Regions from separate parts of the Hordeum vulgare genome. Here region 1 is linked to region 2. The links are chromatin contacts, called in public Hi-C maps. All regions are on one chromosome and are shown on one strand. Each heading gives the region's core, a stretch centred on a gene start, on an enhancer-like site or on the middle of the called end of the contact. The rest is flanking DNA. Distances are from core to core; before and after follow the strand shown. Region 1 overlaps LOC123448013. Region 2 holds the start of LOC123448008.

The links. Hi-C and Micro-C count contacts between places; a contact is called where the count stands out from the background.
Region 1: a contact with region 2 is called in a Hi-C map of seedling, with 2.6 times the contacts expected there. The contact joins the enhancer-like site here to the promoter of LOC123448008 in region 2. A contact is called at or near these places in 3 of 6 Hi-C or Micro-C datasets (leaf and seedling).

Annotation. Positions count from the first base shown.
Region 1 is chr4H:97,741,069-97,747,376 of MorexV3_pseudomolecules_assembly, reverse strand. LOC123448013 reads right to left here. Exons shown (of 15, transcript XM_045124770.1): 12 at 6,225-6,308; 13 at 5,634-5,826; 14 at 5,369-5,451; 15 at 4,578-5,237. The coding sequence ends at 5,142. Among protein-coding and RNA genes, the nearest start is that of LOC123448013, 16 kb to the right of the region's middle. Within about 2 kb of position 4,331, at least 3 of the 3 cell types and tissues checked have open chromatin away from gene starts, as enhancers often do. A contact at or near this core is called in leaf and seedling, where this site is marked.
Region 2 is chr4H:97,476,829-97,482,974 of MorexV3_pseudomolecules_assembly, reverse strand. LOC123448008 reads left to right here and starts at 4,042. Exons shown (of 13, transcript XM_045124765.1): 1 at 4,042-4,711; 2 at 4,816-4,907. It overlaps TRNAP-AGG (a tRNA gene), which reads right to left and starts at 4,013; the gene lies at 3,942-4,013.

The DNA.
Region 1 (6,308 bases), core at 3,082-5,581, 260 kb before region 2:
TGTGCTCTGTGACATACTGACATTGCAGGGTATGTTTTACGTCTGCCAACCGTGGCTGCATGCAGAGAGCTATCATCGACCACAGAGAGAGCTATCATCAAAATCGAAGCTAATTTTCTTTCACGGGGACACATGCACCGCCTGTCTCTGTCCATCAGGATCACACCTTCTCCGGTAGTTGGATTATAGTATGAGGTAAATTAGAAGCTTGGACTGGAAACTTAACCACCAGTTTTAGTCACCCCTTGACACAATTCAGCATGCAAATCATGACATGGGGAGGAGAGATCATGTCATAGTGCGACAATGTTAGCACATTGTGTGCATGTGTATGGTGTGACATGACCCCTCTATTCTTTTCTTTTCTTCATATTACTGTATATAAAGAGCACGGCTAGAGATGGTGCACGAACTGTTGTTTCCCGTCCATCTAATGCATTACATCCAAACCGACAGACCCATCGACGTTCACTCGGTACGTCAACCATTCAATAGATGGAGGGGCATGGAGCCGACGTAGGACACCTGTGTATCCCACTAATTAACCAACTGTTTTATATGTCCTTGCAGAAAAAGAAATCAGTGCAGGTAGTAATACTATAACTAGTCGGCACTGGGTTTTTTTAAGAAAAAGGTTAACCTTTGGTCTCTTCATCAATCGATGCATACATTCATCTTTATTAATAAGTGTACAAGTGCTGGATTTTGGAAAGCTCCGTCGACGAACTGTCATGGACGCAATATGCCTGAAGATTGCTGGATCGGGTGAGATTCGGTCGTGCCCACTGGCTCTCCGTTAAAGAGGGAGCAGTGCAAAGCTCTCCTATATGTTGTCATCATGGAATAAGTTTAGTTCCATGGTGAAGTGAGAGACGAAGAATGTCATGAAAGCCGAGATCGGAGGACTAGTAATGGTGATTGGAGCCTTTGTGGCGATGAGAAACTTGTTTGGTGTTCCGGATTTTGTAGCAGCGGTCGTAAGTGAGGGTGACACCATATGTGTGGTTCAAGGTCTTACCTCTTAGGATGAAAATCTAAGATCTGGCCTTAATTGGTTGTGCCTCGCAATGGCCTTGTTAAAGGCATTGTTTTGAGAGCGGGGACTATCGTCATGGTGAAAATCCAAGATCTACGATCAGGTGACGACGGCGTTTGTGCACCGTTTTCTTCTTTGAGGCGTTGCTTTTGAAGAACTTGGACTTTAGGTGTTGCTTTGGTGGTGGTTGTACTATTGCTGCAAGGGCTAAAACTATGTAGCGGTGCTTTTCTTTTTGCCTTTTTTAGTTTTCTTCTTCTTTGTTTTTTGGTTGTGTGCATCTATAATGTCACTGGGTATTGCGTTGTTGCAGAGGTTGCATATAATTGGTATCTTTGCAATATTAATATATTCCTTTTATCGAAAAAATTAATTATTTCAAGAAGGTCTGGCAAAAACATACATCAAGCCACGTGAAGCCACTGTTCACACCATCAAACTTGATAATGTGGAGTGCTCTTACTCCTCATATCTAAAACTGATGTTGTCGCCGATCCATCCATATAACGTATCGGAACCAACAATCGGTGTAGCAGACCTAAAGCGTATACCAGATGCACACGTTTTAAAAGTCGCCATCATCATCGAGTTGTCCCATCTTGAGGAAAGAGATCTATATCATCATTGCCAATTCGGTCATCCGTTGATGCCACCACGGCGCCCAACGGTGCGACCAACCTATGCACGTCCAACCTGACACGGAGACAGGAAGATCTGTCGTGTGTAGCACCTACCGAACAGGCATGACACCGTGTAGCACCTATCGGACACGCATGACTTAACATCTCAATCGAAGCTCCGTTCAAGACGAAGCTGCTCCACCTCCTGCCTCTGTCTTCCAGCGATGCTCCACAAAGATACTCCCAAGAGAGAAACAACAGCGTAGTGTAGCCATCGTTCGATCTGTAAGACCAGATCCTAGGGTTTCCTCCAGAGCAGCACGAGTGAGTCGACAGCAATTACACGACGATGTCTTCATCAAGGTAACAGCGCAGAATGTCGTTATCGCATGCCGTCGGTTCGGTTTTCACAGGTAACTATGTCTCCCCGACTCGCAGTCGGGATTAAATGACGGATCTCAAGATCCAACCATCCAGTCTCAGGCCGGCCACCTCCGATGGAGGAGATGACCACCATCGCCGACTACACCGGCCAGATCAGATCTAACCGGAGGTGTCGTCGAGCAAACCATTAGGCCCTCAACACCGCCGCTGATCCAAAGCCAGATGATGCGCCACTGCGGCATAGCCAGCTGACCGCATCACGCCGCCGCCCGAATCGGGCCAGCCGCCACACGTTGTGCCTTCACACGTGTAAAAGCCCCGCACCACACCTGAAACGCGGAAGTGAGGGAGTCCCCCGCCATCATCATCGGCCCTCGAACGCAGGGACGATTCTAGGGGAGGACCTAACAAATTGATTTTTCCACTATGATAGTGGTTGTTGTGGTCAAAAAAATTCATTTCATATGAACTTTGCCTTCTCCATGATCAAATTTGCCCCCCTATACTTGCATGCTGGCTCCGTCTCTGCTCGGACGTAGCCCGATGACGAGAAGGAAGGGGAGGAGGATGCGTCTCCCTAACGGCTACGGTTTGAACCCCGCCTGAGTCACGCTAGCGGGGACAACACTGGCCCTAGGCCAGATGTCCTTGGTCACTAATGGCCCCCCGTCGGCACTGTTTGGGCAATCTCTTCACTGTTTGATCCCCATCATCATTCATCATCTTATAACTCCTCGAATCCACTTCGTGCGTGCGTGCGTGTTCGTCTATCTGTTCAGGGACAGTGTCAGGCTGTCGGGATGCCTCTCAGATCAGTTGTCTCCAGTGTTTCCCGTTCGGGTTTACAAGCACTAGGTCAAACGTCCTAAAAGTCGAATAGCCTTTTCGTTTCCCTTTCTACGTACAACATATGCACCCTGTTGAATGTGCACATGTGATGCATGGCAACTGCTGGTAAAAATTTGGTGTTAAGGAATCTACTCTAGTTTTCTTTGAGCCGAGTTGTAGCAATTTTCTTAGAACCAATGAGCCAAATGATGGCACTGCTCATGCTCTCAGCACGTCAGAGTCAGACCCGTCTGAATATGTTTCTTCCTGGGCTGCACTTTTTCAGCCGTCATGAGAGAGACGTCCAGTCCAGAATAGGACTTGTGAGCCGGTTTGGGACAAAGCTTTCTCACAGCGGTGCATGCACGCACATCCTGTAGATTTGCGATATGGCTCGAGATTCTGTTGCCGGCCAAGTCAGATGGAGCGCAAACTGCTGGGAGGATCGACGTGCAAGGAAAAGTTTCCACAAACAATGACGCCATGTAGTGCGTCATCCTTCCGGTTGAGATCTTTTCCTCTTAATTTGCGTTTTCGTGGCAATGGAGCCTAGCAATTACTCCTAGTACGTACTCTACTAAGCAGCTGCTACTTGCCCTAGTAGCAGTAGTAGTAGTAAAGAGAAGTCAAGTGTTGTCGTTTCATGTGGCCGAAAAGAATTGGACAAGGACGTGCGTACAGCTCATGTCTTGCCTCTCTTTTTTTCTTCTTTTTTTCTTTTTGGAAAGACCTGGAGCTCGTACTAAGAATTGGGATAATATCCCATCCGTCGTCTAGGCTAGGCTATAGGGCAGGCTTAGACGTGCTGTTTCTGGGCCCGCAGAGCACTGTTAGTTTTAGATATCGGAATTAATATCGTCGAAATGACACTAGTTCTTGATCGGTGGATATGCATGCTATGTAGCTCGATGTCTAGCTAGCTAGGAGTACAATAGATGAGAACACTGGTAGAAGAGGCTCGTGAGATGAGAGATCGAGAGCGACAGGGCAACCACCGCCCCTATCGTGCTTTACGATTCGGGAACAGTGCGATCTGATCTGACTCCAGATCGAGCACCGGCAGGCATACGAGTCGAATCACCTTTTAGCTCACACCAGTGCACCTTTCCATGCCTGACCTGACAGTCACCATACATTCGTTCTCCTTTTCGAATTCTTCCAATATTTTCGTCTCAAGAAATCGTAAGTTCTTGCTCTTATTAATAGACATCTCATCAACAACGGATCCGCTTCTACTGAGCGCACATGCATGTGTGGGCTTCGGGGCGGCAAGATAAGGGAGGGGTGGAGAAGACATCCGTGGACAAAACCCAACATTTGTTTCATGTGCAGAGTCTTTCCTCGTTCGCTTTCAAGGATCAACTGGTAGATTATCTTCAGGTAGGGGGTATCGCCAGGCCTATATGGAGTCGAGTTACACCAGGGATGGAAAGTTCATGGAATTTAGAAAGGCAAGGGGACAACGGTACATGTCCATGTCCGTCGGATGAAAGCTTCCATCTGTCCACAGCGTAAGGCTTCTATCAGTGACGATAGGTACGTAGTACAGTTTTCACGTCAATTTTCCAACCCAAGTCATCACTCAACTGCACATACATACCGGAACCGTCCGGAACAAGGCAAACAGCCAAACAGCCACACACCAGTAAAACTCGTGTGTTCCAAACCGGGCGGAACATTTTCAGTCACAGAGATACAACCAAGGCAAGTTTCACGATCATGCTCCATAAATCCATAGGAGCTGGATGCTCGTCCCAGAGAGAATGATTTGATTTCCTCAGAAGAACCAACATGCGGCAAAATGGTACGTACATCTATACAATTGAATCACTCTCACAACTTACAAGCCTCGGTCTAAGCGAATAACTTACCGCCTAGGCAAAAAGAAAATAAATTAAAGAATGATGTGGTACAATACTATTCCTAGTACTCCCTCCGTCCAAAAATAAGTATCTTAAACTTAATACAACTTTATACTAGTTTTAGTATAAAGTTGAGACAGTTATTTTGGGACAGAGGGAGTAGTACAGCTCTTAACTCAGACTCCTCGCTCTACATTGCATCAGGGTGTGCCTAATTTACATACCTCCTGATATACAGCTGTACATATTTAAGTGGGGGGGAACACCGACCAATCCCTGGATCCAACTTTGCGCTGTCAAAATCCATTCGGGCAAAACTGCGGCCCAGGGAGCCTCATGCCACGTCACCGAGGAAATGGCGCAGGCTCATAGAATTTCAAAAGGTGTATCAAGATGGTCTCACCATTTCGGTCAAAGTTGGTAAATGAACGAGGCTTGCTCCTTGCGACCCTTCTCATGGATGTCTTCTATGAGCTTATGAAGCTCTGGGAAAAGTGTCACGAGCACCTGTTCTATCATTGCATAAGTGAGCTGCTTCACGCACACAGTGGACTGCAGCACAGCATGAGGATCATGGAAATCAGAATGATATCACATCATACCGCTGTTCCGGTGCTAGGTTTTGGATTTTTACTTACCTGCAGGAAGTAGTAGATGTCCCTTGCACTGCGCTGATACTGCTTGTACCCAATTATGCTGACTAATGTAGATGGAGTCCCACCTGGACAGGACGTCAAGAATTAGGTTAGTTGGACCACATGTATTGACCAGAATTTTGCGTATTCGTTGCTTCTATCACATATCTGAATTTGCACCCAAACACCGCCCAATGTTTGCAGTGTAGATTCAGAAATAGAAAAATTACAAAAGCAATTTGGCAAAATATGCCAATAGTAGACTCACCTAAAAGAAGTTTTTTAACTTCACTGGCATTTCTAGATGCCTCCAGTTGAAGCTCAAAAGAGCTTGTGTTGCTCTTTCTGTTGCCAATAGCCTCATCGGCACTCCCTGATGGGTGCTTGTCAAATTGGCTGCTACCCGCATCTCCTTGAAATCCATCCAACTTGGTGAAGAATACACCATTAGGCCAGAGGGTCTGTAGAATGGAAAATCTGTTAGTTACACAAATGGAATACCAGAGTAGTTATCCATTAGGTACAACCATCTAAAGCACTCTTAGTTCTGGCACGCACCTACACTGGGACACAATTATGGTCCATATGACAATAGTGACATTTTATATTGGAACCTAGCATATAAGAATAATTTGCTAATTACTTTGGTAATTGGTATTTATGTTATGCTATCGTTCAGCAAAAAGTGATTTGGTACCAAGTAACAATTTGCATTATTGTGCTATATGAAACTTCTTTTCTAGTTGGAACAACTTTTTAACATGGTTTCATGCAGATAATACAGCAAATTTTAGTCTGGCAATGGAGAGGGTATTAGAACACTTCAGTTCAGAGAAAAAGTATTACAGTGCCTCCTTACATCTTGAATCCAACGGATTCCTTGTATAATGACCTCATCTCGTCGGAGCCAATTGATCTGTCTTATAATCCAATCATCAATCGC
Region 2 (6,146 bases), core at 2,793-5,292:
CCCCATGCCTACTAGTGGTGATATTGACCTCACTAAGGAGGACAAACTGGTTGACTGGACGGAACCGTGCCGGAAGGGGGAAAACGCAAGCAAAGCTACATGAGTTGGAAAATACCGCGTGTTTTGAGAAATGAGGGGCAAACCAGTCGAGTGTGACCCAACTAGGGGTATATAATCAATTATCCTATTTCAGTTGGTCTCTGTGCCTTGGCGCAACATATCACCTTATCACAAACCATCCGGGTCAATAGAGCCTTCCTGTCAAGGGGATGCAGTAGAGACATGTCACGACACGGACCAACAACCCGCCTAACAGAACACAAGAAAAATAAGTCCAACATTTACACCACGTTTCTATCAATGAATGCTAGTATGAACATAATTATTTGCAAATATTTGAAGGCAAAAACCTTGCCACGGTTTGCTTAACTTCCGAATTTTAGTTAGTATTTGCGCCAATTGGCGCAACAGATCATCTAGTTAAAATAATGCATTGGATCTTGCCCATGCGAGAAGTAATGAAATTTGATGAACACATCCCTATGGAAGTGTTTGTCTAATCCCAAACTCATATGAACCCCGATGTCGTCGTTTTCCCACAGGGGGTACCCTGTCACGGCAGATGCCATGGGATGGCTTAAAGAGGTGAGGGCAAGGCTGTCGTGGAGATCCAGGACGGGATAGGGTAATAGCACGCGGTGGTTTACCCAGGTTCGGGGCTCTCCGGATAGATAATACCCCTACTCCTGCATGTTAGAGGGAGGAGAGGGAGTTGAGTGCTTCCTTCCTTAGCCTCATGTATGTGTGAGAGGGAGAGTGAATGGAGTCCCTAAGAGGGCACATAGTGAGCCTCTTATATAGACATGGAATGGGTGGCTTGACATGTAAGCTACACTGGGTAGCTTACATGTCAAGTTGCTCGGGATATAAGCTATAATGGGTAGCTTACATGCCAAGTTGAACGTAGCTTGAGAGCTAGGTTGTGCTTGTCCCCTGGGGCGCTTTATAAACCAACCCCCAGGGGACAAGTTACACTATATATGGAGTTGCATGACGTTGGTCGTCTCAACCGCGCGTGTCCCATGGGACGTCGTAGTTGACTCCGGGCAGCCGGCTGGTCAGAGCAGCCGATCGGGGGTGGGAACCGGAGCAGCTGGCCCAGTCAGGCGGGCACTCCGTCCGAATCGTCATCTTTGGGGTACCCGGGGATCATCCCCCCGACACCCGGGTAGGCAGTAAAATCCTAAAAAGGAAAGAAATATTTTTTTTAAAGAATATGAATGTTTATGTCGACAAACACGCTTGAACGCTCTACTTATGCACAAAGTATTAGAGCATCTCCAGCCGTTCGCCCCCAAGGGCCTGAAATAGCGCCGCTTGGGGCGAACCGGCACTAAATTCGGCATGGGGGGGGGATCGGGTTCCCACCTGACCTCCAAGGTCGCCCCCAGCAGATGCTTTTGGCCCAATTTCACCGAAAATTCGGCCCGATTTTGGCTCACTTTTGACACAAATTCAACAAAAACTATTTTTATGACAAAGTTCATCACTGAAATCAATACAAATCAAATAGTTCAACAAAGCAAGCTCATCATAATTCAAACACAAATTAAAACAAATCGAACTAGGTATTTCCTTTGAGCCTCCATAGGTGCTCCACCAGATCGTCCTGCAGTTGTTGATGCACCTGTGGGTCTCGGATCTCCTGACGCATATTGAGGAAGGCAACCCATGTTGCCAGTACCACGTGATCAACAACTGCAAGAGGACCCTGACTAAAATATGGTTCAGTGTCAAACACTCGCTCTTCCTTCTCGATCTCAATGATCATGTTGTGCAAGATGACACATCAATTCATCACCTCCCACATGTGAGATTTCGACCAGGTCAGAGAAGGCTACCGGACAACAGCTAATCGAGATTGGAGCACACCAAATGCTTGCTCGACATTCTTCCTGCAAGCCTCCTAACACTTAGCAAAGTGTGACTTCTTGCCTCCTGGCACAGGGTTTGAGATATTCTTCACAAATGTCGACCATCTCGGATAGATACCATCCGCTAGATATAGTATCTCTTGTTGTAGTGGCACCCATTGAGCTCGAAGTTCATCGGAGGAGCATGACCTTCAACAAGCTTTGCAAAGACATTCCAACACTGTCGTACGTTGATTTCATTGTGAGTTCCTGGCATGCCAAAGAAGGAGTGTCAAATCCATAGGTCCTACGTGGCCACTGCCTCAAGTACCACATTGCAACCTCCTTTGGTGCCTTTATACATCTAGTGCCAAGAAAATGGACATTTTTTTCCATGCCCAATTCATGCAGTCGATGCTTCCAAGCATCCCAAAAAATCCTCTTTCTGCACTCTGTGCTAGGATCCGAGCAGTGTCTTCAGCATTGGGTGATCGCAAGTATTGTGGCCCAAACACTGCCACCATTGCCTTGCAGAACTTGTACAAACATTCAATGGTGGTGGGCTCAACCATGCGTCCATAGTCTTCATGTATATCACCGGGATCTCCGTACGCAAGCATCCTCATAGCTGTGGTGCACTTCTGGAGTACCGTACCCGTGCAATCCTTTTTGCAAATGAAATAGCTGTCCAACTCCCGGATGGCATTTCGGCCCATCCGATAACGACGTCAAAATACTTTCTCTCCATGCAGAGGAGCGTCGGCAAAGTAGTTGGTGTAGAGCACGCAATAGCCCTCCCGACGCCGAGCCACCTCGCTGCGGCTTGGCAAAGTTCGCGAAGAGGCCGGCCAGCGCGACGAGGATCATGAGGTGTTCTTCATCGACGTGTCGTCCTCGACTTCCTCCTCCATCAAAGCCACGAATGCGTCCTCGTTGTCTGAGTCCATGTCCGTGCCGGCAAATTGCCGAACACCTCGCGGGCATGGTGGGTGGGAAGCCGTCGGTGAATGGTCTGAAAAGCTCGCCCAAGAGAGTGGGATGGATGCTGCCATGAAACCGGCGAGGAAATGACCTTTTCTACCAGCGGGGTAGCGGCTGTGGGCAGGTGGGCAGCACCGGGATTGGCATGACGGCGAGGCTTCCTGTGGCGCGGGAGGGCGAATCTGGCGGAGGAAAGGCGTTTCTCGCCTGACAATGGCGTCCCACACGCCACTTTTCCTTCCGCCGGACCACCCAACTGCCCCCCCAACGCGCTAGGTTTGGCCTGGGATCGTCGACCCATAAAATGGGCCCAACCGGCCAAAAACGATGCCCTGGGGGCGCGACTAGGAGGATTTTTTACCGCCAATGTCTAAAAAGGGGCCTGGGGGCAGGGACGGAGCCAGCATGCAAGCATAGGAGGGGCAAGTTTGTTCATGGAGGGGGCAAGGTTCATATGAATTGAATTTTTTTACCACAACAACCATTATCATTGTAGAAAAATTAATTTGTTAGGGGGGTTCTAGCCCCCCCCCCTCCCCCCTAGAATCGTCCCTGTCTGGGGGAGGGGGGGGGGCTGTTGGGGGCGCGAGTGGAGATACCCTTATGAAGAAATAATATTCATGGTGAGAAAAATCAGTCTCCAATTTTTTTTACAAAATGACCATTTAAGAGCATCATTTTCTTTCTAGAGCAGAAACAAGTTCAATTCACTTTCACAAAAATTTACACATAGCTACAACATGCAACCATGTTTGTTCCAAACAAATTTGAAATATTTAATATTTCTTTAAATGTTATTGTTCACACTGATGCATGTGAAGTCAGAGAGAAATAATCTACGTCCACATCCCTATCTTCAAATTGTGCAACGAGCCAAAGCAAAAGCAAAAGAAAACAGTTGCTGTCAAACAAAAAAAAAAAGCAAACCTAAACTGTGAACTTTATTATTTACACCGGTGCATGCGTACTCAAAGAGAAATAATCCGAAAGTCTGGAAAAAAGGCAAACCCAAACTGTGAAAAAATGAAAAATAAAACGAAAAAAATTGGGGCATTCCGAGAATTGAACTCGGGACCTCTCGCACCCTAAGCGAGAATCATACCACTAGACCAAATGCCCTTCTTGCTACACTCTTCCTAACAGCTTATTCATACCAAGAACTGGGATCATCGCTGCCACGCGGACCCGGTTCCTGCCCCGTCGACTTCAATCCCTACTCCATTCCCCTCTCCTCACGTCGCGCCGCCGCCGCCGCCGCCGCCTCGTCCTACTTCGTCCACCGCATGTTCGTACTGCTGCAGTAGTTGAGGGACGACGTCGTGTTTGCACGGTCTTTCAAATCGCTGGATCTCGCGGGTGCGGAGCCCTTTTTCGCCATTCAAGGAAGTTTCTTTCGACGGAAACATGCGGTTCAGGGCGACGGTGATGAGCGGCTGCTGCTGCCGTGCGATGCGCCGCGGGCTTCTTTTTGCAGGCAAACCGCCGCGCCTAATTCTGGCAAACGTGGGGAGCAGAGCAGCATTTCCTGCAGTGAGGTAGAGCAGGGTGTCTCTTCTCAACTTCGATGAGGATGGAAGATGCTCCTGAATAGCAGCGCTCTCTGATGATGCGGTTGACATCCAACTCTTCATGACAGTCGCAGAAGCTCATCGATTATTTATTTCGTTCTGAGAAGAACCTCATCATTATTGGGTATTTCGGAGATGAAGGCCATTAAGTATTGTTTGTCAGTATACCTTGTGCACGACCGACTAGATGATGCCTGCGCCTTTTCTCCCTGTTATGGCCTGCCAAGCAGAATTACCGCACTCATGACGGTAACCTATCTTTGTTCGGCCTGATTTCAACTGCATATGGTGGATTCAAGTATGTGGTCTAGTTTTTCACTAATTGATTCCATTTCACATGGCCAAGATTGCAGATCATTGTGTGGTGGATCTTGTCACAGGTGGCCACGACATGCCAGTATGCCAGGGCAACTCCAAGAGGTGGACAGTTCATGACCTGAACTAGGTGAGCACATTCCTGGAGGTTGAGTCAACTAGCAGACCTTACTATCTTCTTATTTCTGCCCCCTTGACCTCTATCAAGCAGAAAATGGGACACCCGTGCGGTTTATTCTGCCTGGAACAATCGGAACATGGCATCGAAGCATGCTTGCAGAATTTTGATGCATGGGTCGTGGATCATTCTGTAGATAGCGAGCGGTCCTCCAACAAACGCAAATTCCACAGCTCACATTTCTTTTCTTTTGGTTGCTGCGTATCAGTCGACAATGTAGATTAATTCTGAGTAATGTTAAACACTCGTGCATATGCTTTGCCACCAATTGTAGGGGCATCGCCTGTTTGTAAGCTCACTTATTGATGCCTGTTGCACAAACAAGATGAAACAACATAGACTTGTCTATGACACTAACAGCTACGCCATATAACTGTAGCGCAAAACTTGCTCCATATTGTTTAGATGATCACTGGCTTCGCTTCCATTGGCTTTGTGATTCTCAACTATAAATGGAGTGCGCCTGAAGAGCTGAACGGTATGCAACTTTTCTTCCTTCCTCTTCTCTTCCATCACTCATTCACACCAACCATCACAAATATGTCTTGCCGTCTAAGATCTACAAGTCTGCCTTCTAGGCCTCATTTTAGTGAAATCAAAGCAGAAGAAGAGTTGCACAGCCTAAAAACACGCTTCTGTAGGCAGCCTACTACCCTTGTCACACTGAATGATGGTTTGAGGAAGCTTGCACATGTCTACAACTGTGTTGAGGAGATTGTGCGCTTGCCAAGGAACCAAGTTGACCTCTGCTTGCCCCAGCAAAAGAAAATGGTGGAGAACGAACTGGAACAGTCCCTTGCGCTGCTTGATATCTGCAGTGCTATGCAAGTGAACTTTGCCGAGTTGAAGATGAGTATCCAAGAGCTGCAACTAGCCCTTAAAAGAGGAGATCATGCCACTGCCAATCTCAAAATTGAGTCTTTCTTCCGTTCAGCAACGAGTATGCAAAAGCATTTCAAGAAATACAGCAGCAAAGCTACTCCTGAAGGTCTCAGCCTTGTCAGGCTACTAGCAAAAGCCAGAGAGATAGCTGTCTCCCTACTTGAATCTGCATGATACCTCATGCCCAAGCAGATTGCCACATCCAATTCTAGCAAATGGTCTCTGGTATCCAAAGGTTCCAGAAAATAAAAGTTGTATGCGAGGAGGGTCAGCTACAAGCATTAGAGTGCAGAATTGGAGGCCTTGAGA